Linked DNA regions of Mus musculus: region 2 is linked to region 1. A link is a contact called in public Hi-C data. All regions are on one chromosome and are shown on one strand. Each heading gives the region's core, a stretch centred on a gene start, on an enhancer-like site or on the middle of the called end of the contact. The rest is flanking DNA. Distances are from core to core; before and after follow the strand shown. Region 1 holds the start of Cyp2c50 (cytochrome P450, family 2, subfamily c, polypeptide 50). Region 2 holds the start of Cyp2c70 (cytochrome P450, family 2, subfamily c, polypeptide 70).

Region 1 (4,870 bases), core at 789-3,288:
ACAATTATTCTTTATGTAGTTTTCATGAAAGGCTAGTTCAGCATAAGACAATTCTGGGAGGATGCTTATCGTCCACACAGAATGAAATCATGCACCTTGTAACTTCTTCCTCTTACCCTGTAAACTAGAGTTCTTGCTTATGCACCAAGCCACTGAAGTAACTGCTTCTTGGCAGCTCTCATTGCCACACATATTCTTTCTCTTTAAGAGAATAGTCTTTCTGTACTGAGATACTCCTTGCTGGTAATATGATGAAGATGTGTGTAATTGTTGAAAAGAGGCCAATAAATTACATAGTAGAAGAATGTCCTAAGAGTGACTTGCCAAATTTCTAGAAGTGAATACAGTATTTAATCAAAAGATTTCCGTGGAAGTTAATAGAGAAATCAATAGATAGGGAGATAGCAGGCCAAAGCTATCCTGGCATTGCCCCTTCTAGTTTTCCATTTGTATAGCAAGAGGTTTGGAATTTGCTTCCAAATATTCTTTCCATAATACGTTAGTCAGCACTGTCATGTCTGGTCACCTCACTACTCGGTCTTTGTTCAATCTGACCTGCAAATAATAAAGAGCAAAAGAATGTTCTCAGAGTCAAGGAATCATGACTTCACCTGCAACCAAGGGGTGCTCATTATCTTGGTTATTTCATTCAGTTTTTCCATCAAATTAAGAAAATCCCGATCTTTATAATCAAAACGATCCTGGAAAATAATTGAGCAGATGACATTGCAGGGAGCACAGCCCAGGATGAAGGTGGGATCACAGGGTGAGCCTGAAAATTTGGAAACAATTGTAAAATATCATTAAAATACACATAGAAGACACCATGCCCTTGTTATCATGTTAAGACACTTGATAAATTTTATGCTACATTTATGCTAAGGGCAATGCATGGATTGGCCATTCACTGAAACATTAACATGAGACCTATACACCTCATTAGAAAAAAATAATTCAAATAGGACAGGAACAAAATCACTCATACTGCCATACCTAGATCAGGTTCTAAACCTGCACTTACCATTGGTTTTCCTAAGTTCCTCCACAAGGCAACGTGCTTCCTCTTGAACACGGTCCTCAATGCTCCTTTTTCCCATGCCTAAATTCCGCAGAGTCGTGAGTGAGAAGCGCCTTGTGTTTTTCCATACATTTCCTTTACTAAATATAATGCCTAAAGCAATAAAAACAGACATTAGAGAGTAAATCCTGGAGTAGAAGTAGAGGATGTCTGGTGGCTGCCATAGAATCACAAACTGTGTCTCAGGAGCAGAGTTGGCCTCTGCTTTCCATCCTTTAGCTCACTATGCATACTATGCAGTACATGTATACTTACCCATTCCATTAGTAGCTTTATCAAAAACTGGGAGCCTTCCTCTTCCAGCAAACTCCTCCCCATGGTCAACCAGAGCTTCCTTCACTGCCTCATATCCATGCAACACCACAGTGGGCTTCCTGCCCAAATATAGAGTATACACAGGGCCATAAACTTTTGATAACTAGGAATCGAAAGAAATGGAAATGTTAGGAAAATTTAACTGCATTCTCAATGATTTAAAACAATTTTAGACTGGTAATAGTAGTGTGTTATAATAGAAAATAAGGATTTGAATAAGCATAACTTAAAACTATGCGATTATATTATAAAATGCAATGACATAAGTGTTCTTCAACCTGAAGCGTTGCTCATTACTAATTTCCCAACCAGGACTAGTGACAAAAGAACTACATTACAGTTTCCTACTTAATGAACATTTTAAAATAATATTGCTCCCGTGATAGAATTTTATTGAAAGCATCATGACTTATATATCCCCATGCAAAATACTGGAGAAGCATAAGGCATACTTACATTGGTGAAGGATTGGCAGATGTCCTTCACATTGATCTGAAGGATATTTCCAATAATTGGAAGAGGAGTGGGGCCAGGAGGGAGCTTCCCCCTTTCAGAGCTCTGTCTCCAGAGTGAGAGGAGAAACAGACAGGAGAGGGTGAACACCAGGACCAGGATTGGATCCATGGAGATTCTTCTTACTGACACAGTTGTGATTGGGGGCAGCCTTTTTTTGTAGTTCATCTCCAGATCAATCCATTGCACTTTGGAACATTCTTGACTAATCAAACATTGTTTAATCTCTCTTTCAACTAGACATTGCTACAATACTAAGACAAATAAGAACTTCTTTTACCTTGTTCTTTATGCGGTACCCATAAGAGATCTTACCTTAATTTCTTGAGTTGTGTATGACCAATATTGCTGATAAATAAGAACTCTATCTATCTATCTATCTATCTATCTATCTATCTATCTATCTATCTATCTATCTATCTATCTATTATCTATCTATCTATCTATCTATCTATCATCTATCTATGTATCTGGATTTTATTACAGGGTATATTTTTGTGTATCATTTCTTTTTTATTAGATATTTTCTTCATTTACATTTCAAATGCTTAGTAATTAAAAAATATAATAAATAGAATGTGGTATGGAGTTTCTTAAAAAAAAAGAAAGAAAGAAATACAGGAGAACACAGGTAAACACGTAGAAGTCCTTAAAAAGGAAATAAAAAAATCCCTTAAAGAATTACAGGAAAACTCAAACAGGTCAAGGAATTGAACAAAATCATCCAGGATGTAAAAATGGAATTAGTAACAATAAAGAAATCACAGAGAGACAATCGTGGAGATAGAAAACCTAGGAAAGCAATCAGGAGTCATAGATGAAAGCATCACCAACAGAATACAAGAGATAGAGGAAAGAATCTCAAGTGCAGAAGATACTAAAGAAAACATTGACACAGCAGTCAAAGATGTTATCACATTCCTGAGGCAGTTCTGTCAATTTTCACTCTTTTACTCTTTTATGTGTGATCGACTTTCTTTTTTAAGAACGATTATTTCCATTTGAGAATGAGAAACTGGGATTTATAAATTCACAACCTTGATGAACCCAGAGACAAAGTGGTACAGAAGGACTTAAGCCTCCCCTGTTTTCCCTGCACAGAAACATTCCAGTTGCTTGTATCCACCATATTTAGTGACTTTGCCCTATGCTTCAAAAGTGACTTTAATCAATATCAAACAAAATAAACAAAGATCTGGTAAATAAGGTTATCCCTGTTTTTATTGCATGGAGTTCAGAAAAGTTTGGTTTTATAACTTGTTGAACTTTGTGATGCGGGCTCTTGGCAGTTTACAACACAGTAAGCAGTAACTTGTGGTTATGCACATTGCCCCATATTCCCCCAAATTCACACACCTTATTTTGGATAAGTAAGTTCTATATATTTATTTAACAGCAGCATCATTTTACACATGGAAAAATGGTTATTTATTCTCAGTTTATCCTTTTTTTTCTGTTGGCTGATCCATTCTTATAATGCAGGAAATAAATCCCTTAGAGAGAGGTGATCCTTCCCAATGTGCCTTTGTTAATTCCTTGAATTTCATACATCACATTTTGAATTCACTCATCTCTGCTTTAACTTCTCATGGATCTGTCCTTTATCCCAGAACCACCAACTTAGCATTCTCATTTTTTTTTAAACCCATCATGTCCAGTATATACTTTTGGGTATGTGGTGTTTTTCTTAATAGGCAACACACATTTTTTTTTTTTTTAGTATTCATTTGTTTTGTTTAATTAAATTTTTTTTTATTTCTAGACATGGTGACTTACATCTTTAATCCAAGCATCTGAGATTCAGAGGCAGGTGGATCACTGTGAGTTCAAGGTAGTCCTGGTCTATACAATGTGTAGGCAGGTCAGGACTTCACAGAGAGATCCTGCCTTAAAACAAAAGTTAAAAAAAATTAATTCTTTGAGAATTTCATACATCATGCTTTGGTTATTTTTATCCAATTTTATTAGGTATTTACTTCATTTACATTTCAAATGCTATTCAGAAAGTTCCCTATACCCTCTCCCCACACCCCCACTCTCCTACTCATCCACAGGAACACACTTTTAATGAAAACCTAATATTCTATTTCTGGAAGCTTCCAATTACTAGTAGATTCTCAGCTATTGTTGAGACAGTAGGATCACCCCCAACCAACACATACTTGCTGGAATGTTTTCTGGCTTGAATGTCTAGATGTCTTGTATTTGTTGTCACAACTGTTTGAGTTCATATATGCTGTTCTCCACCTGTTTTACTTCTGGATCTTATAATCTTCGTGTGTGTGTGTGTGTGTGTGTGTGTGTGTGTGTGTGTGTGTGTGTGTGTGTGTGTGGTTCTTCTACTCTCAGCAGTGTTCTTTCACGCACTTGTGAACAGCCATGAATCCACACAATGAATCTACTGTGAAGATTGGCTAGCTATGCATCAAGGAGATGCATTAATGTTCTTCCTGCATATCTGTGGGATGATGCCAGACCCTCTGGAGTTATAGACAGTTGTGAGCTGCTATATGGTTGTTGGGGATTGAACTTGGGTTCTCTGGAAGATCAGCCAGTGCTCTTAACTACTGAGCCACAGCTCCAGAACTCTGTGTTTTGATTCATTTACTTACTTAGATGAATAAAGAGAATGATCTTATCCGCCATGCTTCTTGGCATTGTATAGATTGAGTAAAATTGATGGAAAAGGTTAAAAGTCAAACTACAGTAAAGGAAACAATAGAAGATTTGGTGCTATCCTCCTGTAAACTAACAGCAAATTTTATATCATCTCTTAAAATATTTTTTTATTTGATGTTTTCTTTATTTACATTTCAAATGTAATCCCTTTCCCTGGTTTCCCTCCCTCCTGGAAACACTCTATCATATCCTCCCTACCCCTGCTTCTATGAGGGTGCTCCACCACCCACTCACCCACTCCCACATCCCAGCCCTTGATTCCCCTATACTGGGGCATCTATCGAG
Region 2 (4,870 bases), core at 1,049-3,548, 98 kb before region 1:
ACTGATGGCCAAAAGCAATAAAATAAAAACAGAGGACAACACAGAGGATCAATGAAACTAAGAGTATGTTCTTTGAGAAAATCCACAATATAGACAAACCCTTATCTAAACTAACAAAAAGACACAGAGAGAGCATATCCAAATTAATAAAAACAGAAACAAACAGGGGGGCATAAAAACAGACACTGAGGAAATCCAAAAAATCAGTAGGTCACACTTCAAAAACCTGTATTACACAAAATTGGAAAATCTAAAAGAAATGAATAATTTACTTGGTTGATACTACTTACCAAAGTTAAATCAAGATCAGATAAACAATTTATATAGACATATAACTTCTAAGGAAATAGAAGCAGTCATTAAAAGTCTTTCAAACTAAAGAAGCTCCAGACCAGACAGTTTTGCACTGAATACTTCAAGACTTATAAGAGGATCTAATGCCAATGCTTCTCACATTATTCCACAAAATAGAAACAGAAGGAACATTTCCTAATTTATTTTAAGAGGCCATAGTCTCTCTGATACCTAAACCACACAAAGAGTTACTAAAGATAGAATTACAGACAAATTTCCCTTATGAATATAGATGGAAGAATAATAAATAGTGCAAACCAATTTCAAGAACACTTAAAAAGATCATCCACCATGATCAAGTAGGTTTCCTCTCACAAATGTGGAGAGAGTTCATCATATGAAAATTTGTCAATGTAATCTACCATATAAACAAACTAAAAGGAAAAAAACACATGATCATTAGATGCTGAAAAATCTTTTGCCAAAATACAATACCCATTCACAATATTTTCTCCCTTGGAGAGATCAGGAATACAAGGGGAAAACATCAAAATAAGAAAGGCAATTTACAGCAAGCCAATAGCCAACACCAAATTAAAAGGAGAGAAACTCAAAACAATTCCAATGTCCACTCTATATCTTTTCAATATAGTACTTGGAGTTCTAACAAGGAAAATAAGATCATAGCATTAACAATCTGATGGCCAAAGGGAGGGCCATATGCATCTCTGTTTAGAATGTCTTCACTCTTACCAGGACAGTTACAGATAGTATTTAACTTTACTGTAAAATATAGCCATCCATGGGATCAGGTGGGGGAGGGAAGAATGGAGGGAGACAGTAGGGGAAAAGACAACTTAAATTGGGGTACATTTGAGTGGTGATGAGGAAATCTAGTAGGTGAAAATGTCCTAGAATCTATGAGGGTGACACTTGTGAGGACTCCTCGTAATGGAGAATACAGAGCCTGAGCTGGCCATCTTCTGAAACCAGGCGAGTCTTCCAGTGGTGGAACTGGGACACTAACCCAGCCACAAAATCTTTGAACTAAAACCTGTCCTGCCTGCAAGATTTGCTGGGGTAATGGTATCTCAGAGCTTGTGGGGGTGGCCAACTAATGATAGGTCAACTTGAGACCCACCAGGAGTGGAAACCCTTGTCTGACACTGTATAAATAGTGAGGAACTGGAAGCTGGATGGCCCAGAGACTTAGGATAAAACCAAACACAATTGCTCTCCTCCTCCCCAAAAGAAAAAAAGTCAATGAAATGATTCCTAATGGTATTCTACTATACTCATAGATTGGTGCACAGCCTAGTTACCAGAAAGGCTTCCTCCAGCAGCTGATGGGAACAGATGCAAAAACTCATAGTCAAACATTAGGCAGAACTCAGGAAAACTCTGAAGAAGACAGGGAGGAAGGATTGTGGGAGCAAGAGGGGCCAAGGACACCAGGAGAACATGGCCTACAGAATCAGCTAAGCAGGAGTCATAGGGGCTCACAGAGACTGAACAGGGATTTTTTTTTTTTTTTTTTTGCTTGCTCTTGGGATCCTTTCCCTATTAGTGGGTTGCCCCATCCAGCCTTTATATGAGGGTTTGTGTCTAGTCTTACTGCATCTTGTTATGTCATATTTAGTTAAGATCCCTGAGAGATCTGCCCTTTGCTGAAGAGAAATGGAAGAGAGGAGAGATGATGTTGTGGGGGAGGCCTGGGAGGCATGGAAAGAAGGGAGACTGTGGTCAGAATGTAGCATGTGAGAGGTGAAAGAATAAAAGGAAAAAAATAGGTATCCATACTGCCCTCTAAAGAAGGGAGAGTCATGTTGTAACGACAAACACCTTTTTACAGTTGCTAATAATAGAAAAAAGTAACGTTAGGAAACGGGCAGTTTTATTTAAACAGACCAAAGTGTACTAAAGATAAAGAGGTCAAACTCAAAGTCCAAACTCTGTGTACTTTCGGAAATTGCATTTATAGTCCCTTGGAACATAAGCTTTCCAGTGCATTTGTTCCCAGTGAGTCAATGGCTCTCTTCATCTTTCTGGGGATTTGGCTTTCTTGTTTTCTTTTTCTTTTTCTATGGAATCAGCACCGTGGCAGAGGGAAGCTCCCACCTGGCCCCACTCCTTTACCAATTGTTGGAAATATTTTGCAAGTAGATGTTAAAAATATTAGCAAATCTATGGGCATGGTAAGTGTGATTAGTTTTCTTTCAGTGACTTCCTTCCACCCTTCCTTCCTTCCTTCCTTCCTTCCTTCCTTCCTTCCTTCCTTCCTTCCTTCCTTCCTTCCTTCCTTCCTTCCTTCCTTCCTTCCTTCCTTCTTTCCTTCCTTCCTGCCTGCCTTCCTTCCTTTCGTTTCTTCTTCTTTTTTAAAAAAGAGAATAATTTATTTATTTTTATGTATATGAGTACACTGTAGCTGTCTTCAGACACACCAGAAGAGAGCATTATATTCCATTGCAAATGGTTGTAAGCCACCACGTGGTTGCTGGGAATTGAACTCAGCACCTCTGGAAGAACAGTCAGTGCTCTTAAGCGCTGAACCATCTCTACAGCCTCCCTCCCCTTTAGTGCTTTTTAATGAGTGAATTATACATCCTTAGTAATAATATGTAGTCCTGTACTGGATGCAGATGTTACCAGAGGCCAGGAAAGAAGCCTTAAAAGAAGTGTAGGAATACAGGTTTACAGTACAGCAACGAAAGGTATTTTAATATCAGCGGCCACTTTCATAGATCGATCAATCGATCGATAGATAGATAGATAAAGAGACTCAGGGGATTCTCTTGGATTGGCAGTCTTGAAGTTTTTTACAGGTGAAAAAACAGAGGCATGGCTTGAGGTTTTTGTACAGCAAGGTCTTATTTATCAGTGCTGAGGAAGTTTCTGGTTCTTGAGGGTAGGAGACAATGTGCGCTTGGTGCTGAGGAAACTGATTTCATTCTGTGTCCAGGAAGTTGTTAAACTGCTCAGGGGATGACCTTGGGATTCTGGATGTGGCACTTTGGTTCCCAGGAGAGGACTCCCCTTATTTAGAGTATTTTTCTTCATGGAGTGAGCTGCCTACAGAGCTTGCCTGTTCCTGGTGGTTTAAGATCATTGTTGGCGGCTTCCAGGGCAACTAAAGAGGTTTTGAAAGAGAACCCCATCTTGATGGCTTCAATATTCAAGCAGGAAAATTAGCCTCTTAGAATAAACCCTTGAATGCTTACCTAGTCTACACTCAGAATCCAATAGGAATTGAATCACACTCTAAGGTCAAGGAGACAGGAACGAACTGAAGGCAGAGATGCTAGTGTTTATCTTGTTTTAGTTACTCAGGCACCGGCAGGCCCAACTCCAGTGGATATTATGTGTGTGTGTGTGTGTCTAATATACATACATGTGCATGCATACATGTGTGTATGGATACATGTGTTTGAGTGTGGGCACATATGCACCACAATTAGCATGTGGCAGTCAGAGGACAACCTTGGGTATCTGTCCTGCTTGTCACCTTATTTGAGACAGTGCCTTTGTCAGTTACTGCTGTGTATCTCAGGCTAGCTGGCTGTGAGCTTCTAGGGATTCTCTTGTCTGTCTCCCTTCTTGTGGAGGAAACACCAGGATTGCATGCGTGTATGACTGAAAGACACAGAATCCAGGATGGGATTTGTGACAGTCAGGAGCAGCAGAGTCCATGCTCACAGTGTGTCCCAGGTTCCTTTCAGTACATCAGTTATTCTCTGATGAACTGCAGTGCATGCAGAACTGTGTTCAATTACAAAATATATTAATTTATGTATTCTCAAGTCTACATTTTTTCTAGATGATAAAATGATTTGGAGCCAAGGACATAACCAAGGTTTCAATAGTTCTGAGAGTTCTTATCAAATTTTCTGGATAATGAATCAATGACTTCTCTATCATTCATTCACATGACAGTCATCCCCTGAAATATGAAGGAATGACCAGAAATCTATCTTTTCCCTGAGACAGCCAGTCACCAGGGAACTCCCTGCCTCCACAATTCCTTCTTCCTGGGCTGGGAGCTCTGAATTAACTCATGGCTTGAGGCAAATTTTAAAATCTCTCTGAGCTTATTTTCTATTTCTCTACCATGCAATGATTTGCCACAGGGGAGTTGACTCTTCTTGCCTTCAACAGCAATGGATGGCTGCTTGGCATCAGATCCACGCTCTGTGCACACAGCTGATATAAACTCTGTAGAAGGTACAGCCTGGATAGCAGACATGTCCAACTTGCTTCATCCTCAGTACTGCCAGAACTCAGATCCATCAGTGTATGGATGACGTGGAAAAGGGGTGGCGGGAGATGATTATTAGTGTACAGTGGAGGTGACTGAGAGAAATGCCTTGTATTCTGGCAGAGAAATCTGTTGCAAATGTAGGTTTATCAGGAAAAGGTAAAAGTAGAATGCGAGCAAATGTGTATCAGCCTCTGTTGCACTGAAGAACAGTAATAATAGCAATGTTGGCAAGAGCATAATGATAATGGCTGCTTAAATGTCATTTTTTATTAAACTACTGGGTTTAAAGTCAGTGAATGGGTGAATATTAAAATGTCTCTT

Evidence for each region. A called contact is a pair of places that touch in the nucleus more often than the background predicts.
Region 2: a contact with region 1 is called in a Hi-C map of liver, with 3 times the contacts expected there. The contact joins the promoter of Cyp2c70 here to the promoter of Cyp2c50 in region 1. A contact is called at or near these places in 5 of 39 promoter capture datasets (the 3T3-L1 cell line, cranial neural crest, embryonic stem cells and 2 more), 2 of 484 Hi-C or Micro-C datasets (liver and nephron progenitors) and 3 of 9 other capture datasets (adipose tissue, embryonic stem cells and liver).

Annotation. Positions count from the first base shown.
Region 1 is chr19:40,086,847-40,091,716 of GRCm38.p6, reverse strand. Cyp2c50 (cytochrome P450, family 2, subfamily c, polypeptide 50) reads right to left here and starts at 2,038. Exons shown (of 9, transcript NM_134144.2): 1 at 1,850-2,038; 2 at 1,334-1,496; 3 at 1,022-1,171; 4 at 612-772. The coding sequence starts at 2,017.
Region 2 is chr19:40,184,714-40,189,583 of GRCm38.p6, reverse strand. It overlaps Cyp2c70 (cytochrome P450, family 2, subfamily c, polypeptide 70), which reads left to right and starts at 2,298. Exons shown (of 9, transcript NM_145499.2): 1 at 2,298-2,489. The coding sequence starts at 2,322.